Linked DNA regions of Sus scrofa: all the other regions are linked to region 3. Evidence: chromatin contacts called from public HiChIP or PLAC-seq and promoter capture Hi-C data. All regions are on one chromosome and are shown on one strand. Each heading gives the region's core, a stretch centred on a gene start, on an enhancer-like site or on the middle of the called end of the contact. The rest is flanking DNA. Distances are from core to core; before and after follow the strand shown. Region 1 holds the start of ATG10 (autophagy related 10). Region 2 holds the start of RPS23 (ribosomal protein S23). Region 3 holds the start of ZCCHC9 (zinc finger CCHC-type containing 9).

What was found. Promoter capture Hi-C pulls out the DNA fragments that hold promoters and counts their contacts. HiChIP or PLAC-seq counts read pairs in DNA pulled down with a chosen protein or histone mark.
Region 1: a promoter capture Hi-C map of liver shows a contact between it and region 3, with 6 times the contacts expected there. The contact joins the promoter of ATG10 here to the promoter of ZCCHC9 in region 3. A contact is called at or near these places in 2 of 5 promoter capture datasets (fetal liver and liver) and 2 of 2 datasets of contacts at active chromatin or transcription factors (alveolar macrophages and skeletal muscle).
Region 2: a contact with region 3 is called in an H3K27ac HiChIP or PLAC-seq map of alveolar macrophages. The contact joins the promoter of RPS23 here to the promoter of ZCCHC9 in region 3. A contact is called at or near these places in 1 of 5 promoter capture datasets (liver), 2 of 47 Hi-C or Micro-C datasets (heart right ventricle and liver) and 2 of 2 datasets of contacts at active chromatin or transcription factors (alveolar macrophages and skeletal muscle).

Annotation. Positions count from the first base shown.
Region 1 is chr2:90,435,442-90,438,454 of Sscrofa11.1, forward strand. It overlaps ATG10 (autophagy related 10), which reads left to right and starts at 1,586. Exons shown (of 5, transcript NM_001190281.1): 1 at 1,586-1,614. It overlaps LOC110259416 (a long non-coding RNA gene), which reads right to left and starts at 1,273. Exons shown (of 4, transcript XR_002341795.1): 1 at 1,027-1,273.
Region 2 is chr2:90,679,147-90,682,217 of Sscrofa11.1, forward strand. It overlaps RPS23 (ribosomal protein S23), which reads right to left and starts at 1,535. Exons shown (of 4, transcript NM_213764.1): 1 at 1,525-1,535; 2 at 923-1,082; 3 at 160-280; 4 at 1-43. The coding sequence starts at 1,528. It overlaps ATP6AP1L (V-type proton ATPase subunit S1-like protein), which reads left to right and starts at 1,836. Exons shown (of 11, transcript XR_002341797.1): 1 at 1,836-1,908.
Region 3 is chr2:89,838,403-89,841,406 of Sscrofa11.1, forward strand. ZCCHC9 (zinc finger CCHC-type containing 9) reads left to right here and starts at 1,610. Exons shown (of 7, transcript NM_001244220.1): 1 at 1,610-1,699.

The DNA of each region.
Region 1 (3,013 bases), core at 336-2,835, 600 kb after region 3:
TTATTTATTTATTGTCTTTTTTACCATTTCTTGGGCCGCTCCCACGGCATATGGAGGTTCCCAGGCTAGGGGTCGAATTGGAGCTGTAGCTACCGGCCTACACCAGAGCCACAGCAACGCGGGATCTGAGCCACGTCCGCAATCTACACCACAGCTCACAGCAACACCGGATCCTTAACCCACTGAGCAAGGCCAGGGATCGAACCTGCAACCTCATGGTTCCTAGTCAGATTCATTAACCACTGAGCCACGACGGGAACTCCCAGTTAGCAGTATCCTTTTTTAAATTGAGTTTTAAACTATTTCACCTGCAGTAAAATCTATTCTTTTTACAAGATTTGGCAAACAAAGATACAGAACAGTTCCATCATCTTCCCAAATTCCCTTTAGCCCCTTGTTAGTCATTCCCTTGCCGTGGTCACCACTGATCAGTGTTCTTTCACTTTTTAAGACCTTTTTATTTCGCAGTAATGATAGGCAAACAGGAAATTGCAAAAATAGTACAGAGTCCTGTGTACCCAATCACCTTTCTTCAACGGTGATATCTTACACAACCGTCGTGCAAGATCAAAACTATGCCCTGTATGTTTGAAGCAGGTTTTCCTTTCACTTCTTTGCCTGTGTTTACTCCTTTCTTTTCACACAAATTTAATTCCGTTGTGTTAAAAGGAGCAGATGCTTATTTTCCCTCAGATGTCTGCCGTTGCATTTTCAGTATTTCAGTTGGATTACCCTTGTTATTCCTACGCTTTTCTTGTCTTTCCTTTACCTTACCTTTCTCTCCAATTAATTCTGCTGCTAGATTTCCCTCCCCTTGCCCTGAGTTTGTGCCACAGACAGTACTACTGTCAATTTACGAATCCCTAACTTCCATCTCGGTCCTTAAGTTTTAAAAGGGGTCGTGCTTGTGCTTAATGTGTTTACAGTAGTTTTGCAGTGTGCGTTGTGAGAGCCGGCACGGTTCTCCAACCTCTCAGGAAGATTCTAGGGGCACGGAATTGTTCAGTTCCGTTGTTTTTGCCCTACCTTTCTCCACTGGTCATCCTTTTATTTTCCAGACATTTGGCTGTTCGTTGGAGGGGCGTGTGCAGAGGCTCTTGAAGCCGCCAGCACCGCCCTCCCCCAGACTTCAGCTACCTGCCCGCACCTCTCTTCACGAGCCGTCTTTGTGCTGTGCCGAGGAAACAGTCGCCGCCTGGCCCTTGGGTCCGCAAACTGCTGGGCGGGGCCTCGGGGGAGGCCGTCGCATACTTCAGGGAGGTCACGCCCCCTGGCCCCTGCCCAATGCACGCAGCTCACGACGTCAGCCGCCCGCGCGAGCTGTGTTTCAGGGTGCGCGGGATGTGCATTGCGCATGCTCTGAGTGGGTCGCCTTCGGTGATGGCGGCTAAGGGACGTGTAGGACCTGTTAGTGGTGGGCGTCCCAGCTGCTGGCTCTGCTCTTCTACCTCCGTCCTTTTGACCCCCCCAGGCCCATTACTCTTTTTTCTGGGACCGCTGACTGGGCCGTACCTCGCACAGCGTCAGGTCCTTCTCCCCGGTTCCCCTCCCCCAGCCCCGTCGCTCCGCCCCCGCTGGGCTGGGCGACCGGGGTCAGGGGCCGAGTGGAGCGGGGTGAGTATTTCCACAGGCTTTTGCTGCTCGCCTGTTCCCGGCTCTGTTTCCCTCACGGTCCTAACCCCATTCCTAGGATAGAGAGGAAAGACGGGTACGGGTGGGCGGGAAACAATCCAACTCTGAACAAAAGACCGAGGAAGCGGGGCTTCGGTCAGTGAAATGAAGGCCGGGTCGCGCTGGAGTTGCGGCGTGGGGGCGAGCCGCTAGTGCTGGTGTGACAGCGCTCCTGGGCAGCTATGGTCACCTTACCCTGACTTAGGTAGTTACAGTACTGTGTTTGAATCCTGTACCGGGATAGAGAGTTTTTGCCTCGAAACCTTGAAAGTGTATTAAGTTTCTGGCGATTCCAATGGTCAAGTCCCACTTAATTTGAAGTTTTAGGTTTATTAAGTAGCAGGAGTTTTTAATTCCAAATAACCTATCTACTCATAGTATCAGAAATCATGAAAGAGGGGGAAAGGGGGGCAGTTAACTTATTTATGAAAACAAACTTTTGTGATGAAAAGTTTTCACCATTGTGAAAATTATAAACATCTCATCTCTGAAAATGCAAAAGGATAGCTACATGTTGTTTCAAAGTCAAAATAGAGCCTTGTCTAACAGGCTTGCCTGAATCAAGTAATTATTAGAAGACTATACTTTTGCCTGACAGTATTGAGTAGGGCCCAGGCTTTGCAGTTACATTTTTCTGTCTAATGGAGATGCAATTTCTGACTGGGAGAAAAAAAAAATACTACTGAAGGTTGTAGTTTTATTACTCTATTTCCAAGATTTTTATAATTTTTACCATTCATCTTGCTCCTTCATTATGAGTTCAGTAAATTCTTGCCACAGGCTCACTTTGTATGAATCATGTTTATAGCTTTTCAAAAACTGTACTTGCCAATGACCTCCAGTCTTTAGTGGCAAAACCTCAGTTTATACTTTTCAGAATTGGAAAACATAGGCAGGCCCTTTGTAGTACTCAGTTACGTTATTAGGATCCCACATAGAAACCTTCCTTCTTGCTTTTGAAGGGTCAAATGTGGACAGGAAGAGACTTTTACAAAGTGAAAACTTGGCCAAAAAAATAAATGTTGAGTACTGAGAAATGCAAATTAGAGTCTTGCTATTACAAGGTTTGAAAATTGTTGGTAATTTAATTGAAACTAGTAGAAACAATTTTCCCTAGTTTTAAACTGGATTCACTGGGTATAGAATGTTAGAAGATAATGCTTTCAAGTTTCTGAGAAAGATAAGCAACGCCTTAGGAAAAACAAATAGGGTAAAGTTTATAAGTAGTTTTCTTAAGCCTGGGCTCAGTTTGATTATTTATGTTTGAAGCCTGAGTTCTCTTTGTGGCTTAGCAGAAACCAACCCGACTAGTACCCATGAGGATGCGGTTCTATCCCTGGCC
Region 2 (3,071 bases), core at 285-2,784, 840 kb after region 3:
GACCTTTGCGACCAAATCCAGCAACCAGAACTTCATCATTTTCCTGAAATAAAATCAACAGTTTACTTCAGGTAAAAGTGGCAATCACCAAACACACCCACTCCTATAAGCAACTGGGGGGAACCACCCCAGGAATAGAAGCTAACAGACAACACTCACCTCAATGAAGTTCAAACAACCATCATTGGGTACAAAGGCTGTAATTTTTTTCCCATTCTTGATTAGCTGAACCCTGACACACTTCCTGATGGCAGAATTTGGCTGTTTGGCTTCAACCCCTCTGAAACATAAACAGCATTAATGGAGTGAGCTGACTTTCTGAAAAGGCACATATTTTAATTCATTAAAAAAAAAAAACCCACAATATTCCTACCTTTTTGACCTAATTCTAAATTGCTAAATTTCCACCAAGCTTTTCTCAGTCTTAGTTTAATGAGACCAATGGGAGAAACTTCTGGCCTCTTTATAGCTGTAAAATATGAAGGAAGAACTAGAGCTATAAAGCCTGGATTCAGATCCTCACTGCCACTAAACTTGAGACACCCACAAAATTACAATTGCCATTTTATAAAATCAAAAAACAATTGAGTACTGGTAAATAGATGCAGCATACTCTACATTTGTTTTCTCAAGAGCAAAGACGTGATTGACTGCAAAGATGAAATAGTTGATGGGTGCGACTTTCTTAGAACAGTTTCCACACATATACGCTCTTTTAATGTCCATTATTTCATTACTGTTACTTTTTCCACTCCAATGCCACAATTCCTTCGAAACAATGTTAAAGTTTGGAAACCTCTGGAGGTTATTTAACTTTCCAACAACTGCGGCTACATAAAGACCAAGGGTTTACAGCCAACCTTAAGGGCATTTTTCTCGAGTTACCCTACTCAAATCCTGAAGGACGCAACAATGTACTTACACTTTTTCAAGCACAATTCCCTTGGCATGAGAAGCGCCTCCGAAAGGGTTGGCCTTCAGGGCTGTGCCCAAATGGGCTTTCTTGTACTGTTTATCGTGCCACTTCTGGTCCCGTCGGTGGCTACGGAGCTTCCTGGCAGTACGAAGACCGCGACACTTGCCTAAAAATCGAAATCACCTTAGTTCTGCACAATATACACCTAATCACATTTTACATCTTTTCAGATCCTAGTCTCACCTTGACTACAGACCGATAGACTCTGACATCACGCTCATGGCCCGAGCCTCAAGGTCCCCCTTGGACCAGGGACACAAGCGCTCCAACGGCTCTGCTTTCCCCAAAGAATGAGAACCCTCGGCAATTCTCAGGGGAAGCGGCGGCGGGCCCCCTGCGTCCCTCAGCGATTCTGGCTCCGCGGCCTCCGCGCCGCATGGGCCCGTTCCCGCCGGGCCATGTGCCAGCGGCAGTCGCGCTACCCCGGCTCTCATCATCGGTCGTCCCCGTGGCTCTCCCTCACCCCTCTGCTCCTATCTGCCCACTTGTCCTCCCGAAACCCTAAGTTCCACGTGCGGCCGCCCTCAGCACAGCCCCCGACAGCTCACCCATCCTGCCGGCGCCACGGGCCTGAGCAAAAGAGAGAAGTAAGACAGGAAGGAACCACAAACCCCCGCGATCAAGCCCCGCCCATCCGAGGACCCTGCGGCTGTCTGCGCAGAGCCTGGTCCGGTAGCCGCCTCTCGGTAGAAATCTACAAGCCTGCACCACTTTCCAGAATCTGCGTCTTATTTAATTTGTGTGCAATTCAGATGTATCCAATTTTCACCGTGGTTTATTTCTTTTTAACGAGAATGCGGCGGGCAGAAGGGACGAGGACTACCAATCCCAGAAGCCTTTGCCCAAGCCCTTCCCACAGCGCAGGCGCTCTGGGCAAACCCCCCCGCTGCAGGTTCAGTGGAGCTGAAGTCGGAAGAAGAAATCTTGCTCCTGTGTGTACGTGTGGTGGAGTGGGGCATTGTGTTTATGTTGTGTAAAATTAGACTTCGGAGCCTTAACTGCTACTGACAAGAAACACAGTACATTGAAAAAAACTTTAGTAAAGCAACATGCCGTACTGTATATAGACCCACGCTTTAATGCGAGATCGCGCCTTAAATTCCAAAGCTGCTACTTTGACTGTGCGACCTTGGGTGATTCATTTAATTCTTTAAACCCCAGTTTCTCCTGGAAAATTAAATAGATAAGTTTTCTGGGATGTTAGTTCATTTCATAATTACTTTTTAAAAATGTCTTCCCTGTTCTGGGCTCTGTTCTAGGCACTAGGGCTGCAACAGGGGATACAATTTTCGAGAGTGAAGGTTTCTGTTTTTATAAAAATCTATATTTTAGGTACGAGAAAGTAGAAAATAAAAGTATTTAAACGTCAAAAGATAATTTTAAGTATGACAAGCTCCTGAGAAAACACAGTTGGTTTGGTGTTAGTGACTTGGAGTGGGGGGTGGCTACTCTGGATAGGGTGGCGTTAGGAAGTATTTTGCTGTAGAGCGCTGAGATCTGTATTTAGTCACTTAATGATGGAACATGATGGCGGATAATGTGAGAAAAAGAATGTATATATGTGTGACTGGGTCACTTTGCTGTAGAGTAGAAAATTGACCGAACATTGTAATCCAGCTATAATGGAAAAAATACAAATATTTTTTTTTAAAAAGAAGGTGTCTCTGGAGAGTTTATATTTGAGCTGAGATCCTAAAGAGAGGGAGCCATTCAGACAAGCATATGGGTAAAGCCTTCCAAGAAGAGGTGTTCTCATAAGTAGCATGGGCTGAACTGAAGGATAGGGGTGGAGGAGCTGCATGAGGAGTAGTGTGGCATTAGATGAGGTCTGAGGGGTGCCTAGAGACATGGAGCCTGTAGACCATGGTAAACCATGTAGACCATGACTTTGTTTACTCATCCTGTGATTTTGAAAAGTTTGAAAACTTTGGAAAGTTTTCAGCTGGGGAGTAACAAGATAGGATTTATATTTTTCTAGGCTCACTCTGGCTTTTGTGAGGAGGAAAAAACGAAGAGATGAATCTTTGAGTCCAGTTGGGAGGGTGTTTTGATAGTTCACTTGAGAGGTGATGATGGCTTGGACTCAGTCCAAGGT
Region 3 (3,004 bases), core at 360-2,859:
AATAGGGTCATTTTCTAGCTTACTTTAACAAGCATTGCAAAATATTTATTCTTCATTTAGTTAGCAAAACATAGGAGCATCAACTACATATCAGGCAACGGGGATACAATAACTTATTACAAAATGCATTATGCAATTATAAATTTGAAAAACACCATAAGGAAATATAGACTGCTATGAGTGAGCACTAGGGATTGGCCCAGTTTGGGGAAAGGAGCTTTGGAAAGCTTACTTGAGAATTAAATGTTAAAAAATCCTTGAAGGGTGAGGAGATGTTAATTGGAAGAAAAATAGGAGGAGAAGCATACAAAGTGAACAGCATGCTTAAAGGTAGAGACAGAAAGATGCACGTGGCATTTGAGAAACTGAGGAGCAAAGAGTCCCATGCAGGGAGCTCAGGAAAAAGGGGGAGCTTGTGCAGGGTGAGGCTAGAGAAGTAGGCAGACACTTAACGTCTTGTTTATGAGTTTGAAGTTCTTCCTAAGAACGATGGGAAACTGGTGTTCCTCTTGTGGCTCAGTGGTAAGGAACCTGACTAGCATACATGAGGAGGTAGGTTTGGTCCCTGGCCTCCCTCAGTGGGTTAAGGATCTGGTATTGTGCTGTGGGGTAGGTTGCAGATGCAGCTTGGATCTGGCTTGGCTGTGATCCCCTAGCCTGGGAACTTCCATACTCTGCGGGTGCGGCCCTAAGAAGACAAAAACAAAACAAAAACAATGGGAAACTATGGAAAGGTTTAAATCAGGGGAGCAACAATCTGGTTTACATTTCAAAAGCTTGCCTTGCTAAGGCTTGGAAAATGAATTCGAGGGAGTGGAGCAAGAACAGATGCCCAGATCAGCCGCCAGTAATTCAGATAGGACATGATGAAAGTTGGAACAAGAGTAGTAGTATTAGTGATGAAGTAGACAGATACTTAAGAGGTAAAAATGGATCGACCATGGCAATGGGGATGGGAGCAGTTGCCCTGGTGAACTCAGTGGATGCCAATTTTTACAACAAGCAGGAATACTGGTGGTGGCTGTTGCGGGGAGGGGGCGTTGTTGAGCTAAAGAGTTGTTTGGGAGACTTGGGTTTCACTCTTAAAAAGAGAACATCTTTGGCTTCACGGGGTGTTATTTCAGGTTCATCCTTAACTAGCACTGCGCAGGCCTAAGCGGCTCCATCCTCCATCCAAGAGGGCGCCAAATGTCCTTTTCGGATTTCTATAACAATGATCCACTGCCACTGCGCTAATAGGTTTACTTTACCTCTGTTTGAAAAGATCTAACTCTCTCCCAACGCCAATTCCAAAGAAATGTTTGTTTTATTTTTCAAGTCCAGTACAAAGATCCCTTGTCAAGGAAAGCTCTTTCGGGCCTCCCTCACCCCACGAACCCTCCCACCCATCTCGCTCACTATGGTGTGCGTTCCACACAGCACAGATTGTGCACTCTTCATCTTTGCGCCTCCGCCTTCCAACACAGTGCTCTTCAAACACCCGGCGCTCTACATTTACCAATTAGCCACATTTACCGGCGCTGAGAAGTCAGCGCCGTTCAGGTGCACCTCCACCGGGGCCAGCCGATGGCCCGCCGGAAGTGACGCACCCTCAGGGCCCACGTACTTCCTCTACAGGGTGCCGCCTCCGCTGCCGCCGCGGCAGGGGTACGGGTTTCTCTGGCCGGCCAACTCAGCTGCCCTGGAGGATTCGTGCATGGTAAGAGGTTGCGCGCCGGGGAATGAGGTGGTACGGGCCCCTAGTTTGTTTCTGAGGACCCGGCGGAAGGGCGGAGGGACTGGCGGCTAGGTCCCTAAGGGCCCCCAGGCGCCAGTTGGGGCCGGGGCACCCGGCTCCCCGACCGGCCTAGGGTGTCGGCGCCGGGACCGGCTTCAGCTGTAGGGAGCTGGCCGCTTGGCCGGCGTGTCCAACCCCTGTGGGGCCATTCGGGCGAACGGTGTCAAGCGACCGGGTCCTCGGAGCTTCCCCTTCCCAGATGCTCAGGGAAAGGAGAAACCATCTCCTCTTGAACAGTTCCTGTCCCTACTGTGACAGACACAGGATCTGCAGCGACGAGTGTGCGTGCGTGGTGTGAAGTGGCGTGCCGCGCACGGCCCACGCCTGCTTATTGGCTCCGCCCCACAGCTCTTGTGGCAGCAGCTGATGTTTTAACACTGGTTGGTGCACAGGATACTGCCCTAGAAGGGAGGCGGCTTCATAATGGAAAATGATTGGAAACAACCAGGCTGGACGTAGCTTACACTCTGGAGGAAGATCTAGTATTATCACGTGACTGCAAACACTTTTATGTATTTTACTTCTCAGTCTGCCGCAGAGTTGTAATGACAAACATCACGTCAAAGGAGAGGATTTGTGCAGGCTTACCACTTTACTATGCAAATTGCTTGCAATGAAATGGCAGACCCAGCGAGAAGATTGAAAGAAAGTAGACTTTCGACTTAGAGATAGGAAAAATAAACAGCTGGGAAAACTGCAGAATTGGGGGAAAGTAACTTCATTTACTGTATGATTTAATTTTGAAAATAATGTAGTTTCTTATGAATTGTTTTCCAATAGGAAGCAAGTATTTATATCCCTGTTTTTGTTGTTTGTTGTTTTACTGGTCTGATAGCTGTGGCAAGGGCTAGATTTATATTACAGGCATATTTCCCCAGTGTGTTACATAATTAAACATGTAGATATCTAAATGAAATAAGTGACTTAATAATTAAAACTTTGGGAGGTCCTGTCGTGGCTCAGCGGAAATGAATCCCACTAGGAACCAGGAGGTTGCCGGTTTGATCCCTGGCCTCATCAGTGGGTTAACGTATGAGCTGTGGTGAAGGTCGCAGATGCGGTAGGATCTGGCCTGGCTGTGGCGTAGGCTGGCTGGACCCCTAGCCTGGGAACCTCCATATGTGGTGGGTGCGACCCTAGAAAGCAAAAAATAAAAAAATAAATAAAAATTAAAACTTTAACATATGGGTATGTGTGGTATAGTTATAGACATAGTTCTTTTTTTCT